2 separate regions of the Callithrix jacchus genome follow, and region 1 is linked to region 2. Evidence: chromatin contacts called from public Hi-C data. All regions are on one chromosome and are shown on one strand. Each heading gives the region's core, a stretch centred on a gene start, on an enhancer-like site or on the middle of the called end of the contact. The rest is flanking DNA. Distances are from core to core; before and after follow the strand shown.

Region 1 (4,721 bases), core at 1,197-3,696, 79 kb after region 2:
ATTTAAAAGAATAGGCCGAGCACAGTGGCTCACATCTATAATCTCAGCACTTTAGGAGGCTGAGGCAGGCGGATCACCTGAGGTAGGGAGTTCGAGACCAGCCTGACCAACATGGAGAAACCCCATCTCTACTAAAAATACAAAAAAATTAGGTGTGGTGGCACATGCCTGTAATCCCAGCTACTCAGGAGGCTGAGGCAGGAGAATCGCTTGAACCCAGGAGGCAGAGGTTGTGGTAAGCCAAGATCGTGCCATTGCACTCCAGCCTGGGCAACAAAAGTGAAAAGTGAAACTCTGTCTAAAAAAAAAAGATGGGATAAAGTGATAAAACTACACTGGCAGAGAAAAAGTGGGAGAGTTGGGTTAGCAAACTTAACTTTTCATCTTCCATACCATAGAGTCAATCGTTAATACTTAAACTGAAACGTAAGTAGAAAAATAAGCAATTTTTGCATAGAAATCTGAAAATATTAGGAAAAAACAAAAACAGTTAAAACTTAAAAGTGGCTGCCTCTCAGGAGCAGGACTGCAGGGCACAGAAGGCCAGTGTGGAAACAGCTGTTTCATTATCAGCCTTTTAGTATTTGACTTTTTAACAGTGTGTATGTATAATTTTAATTTATAAAAATTACTGAATATTAATATAATACTAATATGCCAGCCAAACTGAAATTAGTAAAATCTCTAATTTTTGACTTCTTCTTCCAGCTCTAATTCTCTGAGTCTCCCTTTTTTTTTCTTTTTGAGACAGAGTCTGGCTCTGTTGCCCAGGCTGAAGTGCAGTGGTGCAGTCTCATCTCACTGCAACCTCCACCGCCCAGGTTTAAGCAATTCTCCAGCCTCAGCCTCCCGAGTAGCTGTGATTACAGGCTTGAGCCACGGTGCCCAGCTAATTTTTGTATTTTCAGTAGAGATGGAGTTTCGCCTTGTTGGCCAGGCTGGTCTTGAACTCTTGACCTCAAGTGATCTGTTTACCTTGGCCTCCTAAAGTGCTGGGATTACAGGCGTGAGCCACCACGTCCAGCCCTCTGAGTCCCCCTCTGTGCCTGATTCTAGCTGTGTGTCAATGCTCTTCTGTTCCTCTCTTTTCTTCTTTCCTCTCTTTACTTCCTCCCATCTGCCCGTCCCCACCACAACCTAAGACCATGAATCTCGGGAGCTGCCATAGTGCCCCCCAAATCCTCTCTTAGCTCTGCCTTGTCACCCCCACCCCCTTGATCTCACCTGCAGTTCAAGGACTGAACTGAGTGGGCATGAGAACGAAGGCTGTGAGGCTGGAAGCCTAGCATCTCCTGATCCTGTCTTTATTTAAAAGGTTGGTATCCGGTTCTTCATTGTATTAGTTTCTTATTGCTGCCATTGTAAATTACCACAAACCAAGTGCCTTAAAACAACACAAGTTTATTATTTCCCAGTTCTGTAAGTCACAGTCAGACGCTGGTCTCACTGAGCTAAAAACAAGGTGTCAGCAGGACTTCATTTCTTTCTGGAGGCTTTGGGAGAACATCTGCCTTCTCGCCTTTTCTAGTTTCTAGAGGTTGCTTGTAGTCCTTGGCAGTGGCCCCCCTTACATCTTCAAAGCTAGGCAAGTCTTTCTCACATCACATTTCTCTGACTCCACTTCAGCCATGACATTTCTTTTCCTGATTCCAATTCTTCTGCCGCCCTCTTCTGCTTTTAAGGACCTTTATGATTACCTTGGCTCCACCTGGACAACCCAGGCTCCTCTCCCTCCTTAAGGTCTGTGATTGACAACCTTTCTTCCACCTGCCCCCACCTCCCCTTGGCCATATAATTTAGCATATTCATAGGTTTCAGGGAAGAGCACGTAGACTGCTTCAGAAGGGGGGCATCATTCTGCCTGCCACCATCACAATCTTGTTTTGCATTGATTTTGATTTTTAAAACTAGCTCATTCAAGTATTATGTCTCTTAACTGCTGAGTTTTTGGCACCCCTGAAATTTTATGCCTGAGATGAGTGAGGCACCCTAATCCAGGCCCTGTCTATCTTTCTTGGCCCACCTCTTCCATCCTCAAGCCCAGCCCAGCCAAGCGTGCTGCATCTCAGGCTGCCCAGGATCCAGCCAAGTTCTGCACTCACTTCTCTGCTCCAGTTTCAGAAGTGGGGGCTCATGCTCTCAGGCTGCCAAGTCAAAAGTCGGGAAGAGAAGATGTTCGATTTCTCCTGGGCCCCAGGGAGGAGTTGGGCCCCAGTCACTATACACCTGATCCTCCCCTGGTAGCTGCAGAGACAGCAGCCTTAAGGTTGGCCACAAGCAGTGGGGCCCGAGGCTGGGGAAATGGGAGGAGAGTTGAAAGAGGATCCTAGCACTGCTTGAAGGTCATGGGCAGCCAGCAGGTGCCTGGGCCACCACAGGGGGGGATACTGGAAAGCTGATGCGGCTCTCACACTGGAGAGGCCCCTGGGAAGTAGGGGGTCTGATTCCCAGCCATCCTAGCAATGTCACAAAGGAGACTGCTGTGTTGTGGGGGAGCAGGGAGGAGACTGGGAGAGGAGAGGAAAACTGGGAGAGGACTGGGTCTTCCTGAGGCTGTGGGGAAAGGAAAGTGGCTAACAAACATTCTGCAATGGAGATAGTATGTATCTGAGTTCTCAGGAAGGTCGGGAGGGGTGGTGGAAGGAGAAGGGCAGGTAGAACCAGCATGCCGAAACTTACACCTCTCCGTGAGCTTCATGGGGGGCCATGCACTCAAGACCCTACCCTTACATAGCACTTTCAAGTCCCCAGAGCCCATACACATTCTCACCTGATTCCCACCTCAACCCCAGGAGGCAGGCAGGAGCATCCCGATTTTTACAGAGGAGGAAATTCCATGCAGGGACTTCCCACTTTCATCATGGCTCAGAGAGCCCCCACATCTCCCAGGTCCTCCTCTTTGCCTCCTAGCCTCTCTTCATGGAAAGAAAGGGAGCATGATGGAGAAAAGTGGGGAACAGGTGAGGGTCCCTGGGCCAGATAAGAGACAAACACCACCACCACTGCCACCCCTAACGACAACAGTGCGCCTGACTCCAGGAGTTACTATGCAGGAAGGTGCCAAACTCAACTCATCCCCCTGGAGTCAGCACTCCACGGAGCTGGCATAAGGATTTTAGGGGGCTCCTCCCCTGCTGTCCTCTGTCTATAACTGCTCAGAACTGCCTGTACCCCCTTGCTACCCACATCCACCACTACTGAGGGCGGATGGACACTGTGGGGTCCCGTGTCGCTGGCTCAGGCCCCTGCCAGCCCATCTCCTCGGGCAAAGTTTGGGCCAGATGCCTCGCCTCTTCTTTCTACCCTCTGGATCTCCCTCACCACCTGCTTCCCAGAGAATGCCCCAGAGATGGAGTTCCCCACTCAGGCCCACAGGCCTCCAGACGTCGTGTTGTTGGCAGGGCATATTGAGGAAGGGGGTTTCAGAAAAGGTGGTTTCTCTGAATATATTGTGCCCTCTCCTTCACTTCATTTTATAGCACTGTACCCAGAATACTGCCGGCCACATGGCAGGGACTTGGCAAATACTGTGTTGATTAATTTACTTCTCTCCCCCTGCCGTGCCAGAGACCCCAGGAAGAATTTTCCCCCTGAAAGAATCCTGGGGGAAGGCTCAGGTATTCAGAAGGTGATGGGATCTCCCTGGGTCCTGCAAGCATGGAAAGCCTTCCTCATGTGACCAGCATGGCCCAAAGGAAGGCAGCAAGATGGACAAGCTGCCCTCAGAGGCAGGAGTGACTGGCAGCTCCCATCAGCAGCTGAGGGGTTTCTCAATGAAGTGAGATGATAGAGCAGGACTTCTCCCTCCCCATCCCAGGGCTGGCTGGGCCCTCTGAATGTGTCAAATGAGGACCAGGTACAAATTAAGTGACTGAGGCACAAAAGCATTGAGGTTGGTAAATTTCCCATCCAAGGCTGGAGGCAAGATCACTGAGAATCCTTAACAGGTGGAGAGAGGGAGCAAGTGGGGCTATTCAGACAGAGGCTGAGAGGCCAGAGGGGAAAGGGTAGGGTGGAGAGGGAGGGAAGAAGGGAAATTTGCACACCATGAAAGGGGAGGGAGGAGAAGAGACTTGGCCCCAGCACCCTGCAGCTCAGTGGGCAAGCCTGGCATGGCACCTCGGGGCTGAGGTCTGCCCTGGCTCTGGAACAGGTGGGGAGGTTCCTACATGAACAGGGGTTTCTCTGATCCTGCAGCTGCCTGGATCTCTCATTGCCCAGGGTTGGTGGCCTGGGAGGCTGCCCAGATGGGCTGGTGACCTGAGGGGCTAGAGGTCCTGGGCCAGCCCCCCCAAGGTCATGCCAGCTGATCCTCCCCTGGGCCCAATCAGAGGCTTGAAGTGCACAGCTGCCAGTTTATGACTGAGTGACTGAGAGGACCTGAGTGATTGACCCACAACCAATCACTAATGTTTTGCATATTTTGCATTTACTTTGCATTCTCCTGGGGGTCTCTCTGCAATCACTCCCTACAGGCCCCTGCCCCTGCCTCATCCCCTGTCCCTCTGTCTTCCTGCCATTTCCTCCAGGCCCAGACCCACAGACCCTGCTCTGTCACCTGGGATCAGATAGCGTAGGTCATGGGTGGGAATATCCAAACTCCATCTTCTCTGACTTGAGAGCACATCAAGGGCAGCTAGGGGCACCTTGGAAGGGAGTGGCCAAGATCTCTCTGGTGATTAATTTTCCTGCTAATGGAGGTTTCTCTGTCATCAAGGCTT
Region 2 (4,511 bases), core at 1,868-4,367:
CTATTGCAGACCATGGATCCTGGGGCAGGCGGTGGACCTCAGTGGGAAGCAGGACGCAGGGTTCCAGGCACCTGCCTCCCACCAGCCTCAGCAGAGACACACAGCTTAGGCCAAATACTGTCAGGTTCGCCCTCTACCACTTGCTCACCTTCCTCCCCTCTATTCAGCCTCTGAGTTAAATCTGCCCCTCCCTCAGCCACACAGGCCTGGAGGCAGAGGGGCAGGGGCTCCCTCCCCAGGACACGCATTTTTCTCCTGTGTCTTGAGTAACACTAGGCTTCCAGCCTCTTCTCTCTTCTAGGGCTGCCAACCTAGGACTCTGTGACTCGCCCTAAGCAGAGACCCCACTGCACTGCTGGAAACCAAGTCCTAGAGAGACTTCTCGTGGAGAAAGAATTTCCAACCTGCTCCCAACTCTGGCCCTTCCTTCATTCAACAAATACTTGCCCAGCTCCTGCTGTTGGGCCAGGGACCACACTGAGTGCTGGATGCAATGCCTGGCCAGATGGCCATCCCTGGTCCCTGCATGCCGCCTGGACTCTCATGCCGTTTCTTCTGCTTTGGGGGTACCGAGAGACTGCTGGGGAGGGGGGCAGAACTAGTCCCAGCTCTTTGACCTACTTCTTAAATCAGCCCTGGTCTTACAAAGATCCTCCCTTCTGCTGCTACATCTGGCCAAAGCTTCTAGCATCACCAGGAATTCGGTGACTTCCTGTCATCCTCCTCCTCCTCCTAAATCTTCTCCCTGCCTTCATCCACCTCAATACAGACTTTTTACCCAGCAATTCCCCTGAGGCCCCAACACTCCCTGAAGCCAAGCTCTCAAAGGAAAAGTAGAATGTCACCCAAGGGTCTGGGGTCGGCCCCAGTGCACCCAGCCCACTTTGATTAGCTCTAAGTGAGAGGAACTGGTACCTAGGCACAGAAGGGAGGAGAGAAAACACAGAAAAAGAGTATAGATAAGCCTCTGGATGAATCCTGGCCCTAGAGTACTCTGAAATGAGGGTCCACAGAGACTGACTCCAAAACCCCACTCTCATTGGGGGGTTTACTAGACTAGGAACAGAGGAATCTCCTGAAGATGAGCTGACCCTCATGCAGCCTAGAGAAGGTTAGAGAAGCTGGAAGGGATGGGTGACCGGGATGACCAGGAGCTGGTCTTGTCAAATGCACCCAACGGTGCAGGGAAGGAGGGGTGGAGCAGAGGACAGCAGCACGCAGGGAGGGCTCTCCATCACGCTCTCCAACCCCCAGGGCTGTGGTGAGAAGTCAAAGACCTCAGCAGCATCTCTCTTAGGCACCTTGGAGGAGGCAGTGGAGCTGTAGGGAAGACTTAGGGAGAAAGAAGAAAGAGAAACCCCCAGTCCACTGGCATCTTCATCTGCCCTGGAGAGGCAAGGCCTCCAGGACCTGCCTGGTGGCCTCCTCCCCGAAACCCAGCCTCTCCCAGTCCCTGCTGCATTCTTTCCTGCCTTTCCTGGCCTCTGTGAGGGGCCAGGCAGTAAGAGATACACAAACTAATTAAGAAGCAGAGTTTGGCCAGATGCCTGGGCTAGTCTTACCAGAGAATTAAGCCCAAGCCAGCTAGCTGAGTAGGGTCAGGAGCATGTCACCTCCCAGACACCCTTCAGGACACACCTTCCTCTTGCCAGGCACAGGCAGAGAGGCCATTCACCATCCAGGATGCTTTAGTCTCAGCACCTGAGGCTGGCAGCCGGTGGTCAGTGCCTATGCCACCCCACAAAGAATAGGTCAGACTCCCCTGATCTAAAGAGGAATCATTAACCCTTTGACCCAACAGAAAAGGAGAGAGAGAAAATCCTGCCCACCCCAGCCACACATCACTAAAAAGGGATCTAGACAAGCCATCCTGCAGTCAGGATAAAGCAAAGTAAGGGCCCCTGGGCCCCTGAGAATGATTTTTTGCGCTACGGGGTTAAGGCACTGCCGGAGTCTGAGCACCGGGTGACTGAATGAATGATGCCCTGGGCCTTCCCTGGGAAAACCCAGGGGATGGAGGGGGGAAGGGGTAACCAGAGTCTCCCTTGGTAACCAGAGTGAGGCATGCAGACGCAGGAGCAAGGCTGGGTGGCAAGAGGCAGAGTTTGGACACGTATCCCGGTGGATGTGTGCCGTTTTCTGGGGATGGTGGCTGAGTGTGTGTGTGTGTGTGTGTGTGTGTACGCAGGAAGAAGGAAGGTGGGGTTGAGTTTGTAGCTAGGAACTGGGGACAGTAAGAACTGGCTCAGGGAAGGTCTAAAAAGAGATGTCGGGGTCGTCGGCGCCGGAGCCAGGAGATGCCAGCATCTGGATCAGGCTATCAAGCCGTGAGTAGAAGCAGCGAAGCCGCAGCGACAGCGAGGAAGGCGAGCCCGCCGCCCGGCCGCCGTGCTGACAGCAGGCTCGCCCGCAAGCCGCGCTCAACTCCGGAACATGCATCGCTTGGCTTCTACTCCGGAGGCCGTGCCAAGACGGGTTTCGGTGCGAGTCGCTGCACCAGTCCTGGGCTGGGTCTGTCCGGGTCTCCCGAATGCTCTCAAGGGTTCCTAGTGATCCCCGCCTCTAGCATGGTGTGGGAAAGTGGGTACCTCCCCCTGACATCCCGGCTTCACACCAGACCCTAGGACGGCCCCTGTGCTCCGAAGCAGCTCGGTCTCCTCGAGCCCTGGAGAGGGCGGGGACGCGGGCATCCACTCCAGAGTCCGAGTCGAGGTCTCCACCGAACCCCGGCAGCGCGCACTTCGCGCCTCTTGCAAAGTTTCCGCGCCGGGCTAAGCCGAGGTAGAGCGGGACGCGGGCTCTTACCGTAGACTCCTTGTCCCCGGCAGTGGAAGGGGATCAGCGCCAGAAGTAGAAGGCAGGTCACCTCCATCTTCACGGCCGGTACTTCATCCCCGCGAGGCGGCGCAGCCCGAGAGGCAGCGGGGGGCGCATTCGCCGGGGACCCGCGACGCCCCTATATCCCCCCCTTTCCCTGAGAGGTGACAGAGAGCACGGCCACCGAGACCAGGAGGCTGAAGAGGCGGAGGTGGCGGCGACCCAGGTTTCTCCTCTGGTGGGGCTGCTGCTCGCGTGGGGACGCAGGGGGCGCTGGCCAAGCCCCGGGTGCCGCTGAGCCGCCCCGGGTCCCCAGGGCTATCCGCACCGGATGGTGGGTGCCGGGGACCTCTCCGCGGCGGCAGTGGCGGCGCTTCGATCCAACAGACCACGGACGACTGACAAACTTGTCGTTCCCCTCCTTGGGGCCGCCCCTCAGCGGAGCGGAGTTGGGGAGGCCCGGGCTCCGCTCGAGTTAATCCGCTGTTTCCAGTCCTGCGGCCGCCGCCGGGGCCTCAGCGGCCCCACTCCGGGGGGCCGGGCTGAACGCCCTCGCGGCGGCCAGCGAAGGAGCCCCGGACCCGGCCCTCCAGAGTCGGGGAGCAGCGCGGGCTAGGTTCGGCCCAGGGACTAGCGCCGCGGGTCCCCGGGTCCGCGAAGTTAGCCGAGCCGCCGACAAACCCGTGGGAGGAATCGCAGCCCGGCGCCCCGCGGGAATCTGGAGAACAATTCCAGGCAAGAGGGGCCCCAGAAAATGGGGAAAGGAGGAAAGTTTGAGTCGTTTGAAAAATATTCGCTCTCTCGCCCAGGCCGGGGCTGCGGCGCGGGCGCCGCTCGCCGCCTCGGCTCGCTGCGCTCCGCACCAGCTGTCTGGCCGCGGCCGTGGCACTCCCGGGCTCCGAGCTCTGGGTAGAGCCGGGCTGCGCCGCGCCCCAAGTTGGTCGTCCCCGCCCCCGCCCGGCGGCCTCGGACTGCGGGGGCCCAGAGCGGGCGGGGCCGGGCCGGGCTCCGGGGCGCGGCGGCCGCTCGGCTCTGGGCCGCCGGAGCGCTCCGCTCGCTCAGCAACTTGGGCTTTGCTGTGCAGCTTTTTCGCCCCTCCGAGCTTTTCATTCCGCGCTCCTCCCGCTCCCTCCCTCCCTTCCTCCTCCCTCCTCCTCGCGTCTCCTCGTTCGGTCTCTCGCTCTCCCACCCGTTGTCGCTCGCTCTCCTGTTTGATTCCCCTCCAGTTAAAAAAAGGAGCCAATTAAAGGCAGCCCAGCTCGCCTGGCCCAGCCTCTGTCCAATTTCCTCGCCTCCCCCAGGACCAATTAGAGAAAACAAAACAGGGTTGGGGGAAGCAGACTGCCTGCTCTCTCTCTCTCTCTCTCTTTCTTTCTTTCTCTCTCTCTCTCTCTCTCTCTCTCTCTCTCTCTCTCTCTCTCTCTCTCTCTCTCCTCTCTCTCTCTCTCTCTCCTCTCTTTCTCTCTCTCTCTCTCTCCCCTCTCTCTCTCCCCCCCCTCTCTCCTCTCTCTCTCTCTCTCCTCTTCCCTCTCCCTCTAGTCTTTCCCTTTCGCCTCTCCCCCACCTCTCTCTCTCTTCCTCTCTCCGCCCCCTAACATTTCGCCCCCCCCCCACCCCGCCCAGCAGGAAAATGTCAGAAAGCAGAAATGGATCCATCTATCCAGAGGACAGTGGCGGAGGGACGTGGGTTTCGG

The links. Hi-C and Micro-C count contacts between places; a contact is called where the count stands out from the background.
Region 1: a contact with region 2 is called in a Hi-C map of skeletal muscle, with 2.0 times the contacts expected there. The contact joins the enhancer-like site here to the promoter of MDGA1 in region 2. A contact is called at or near these places in 2 of 3 Hi-C or Micro-C datasets (induced pluripotent stem cells and skeletal muscle).

Annotation. Positions count from the first base shown.
Region 1 is chr4:46,146,870-46,151,590 of calJac240_pri, forward strand. No RefSeq gene overlaps it. Among named protein-coding and RNA genes, the nearest start is that of ZFAND3, 39 kb to the right of the region's middle. Within about 2 kb of position 2,447, at least 1 of the 16 cell types and tissues checked has an H3K27ac peak or open chromatin away from gene starts, as enhancers often do. A contact at or near this core is called in skeletal muscle, where this site is marked.
Region 2 is chr4:46,067,331-46,071,841 of calJac240_pri, forward strand. MDGA1 (MAM domain containing glycosylphosphatidylinositol anchor 1) reads right to left here and starts at 3,118. Exons shown (of 17, transcript XM_035295528.3): 1 at 2,806-3,118. The coding sequence starts at 2,872.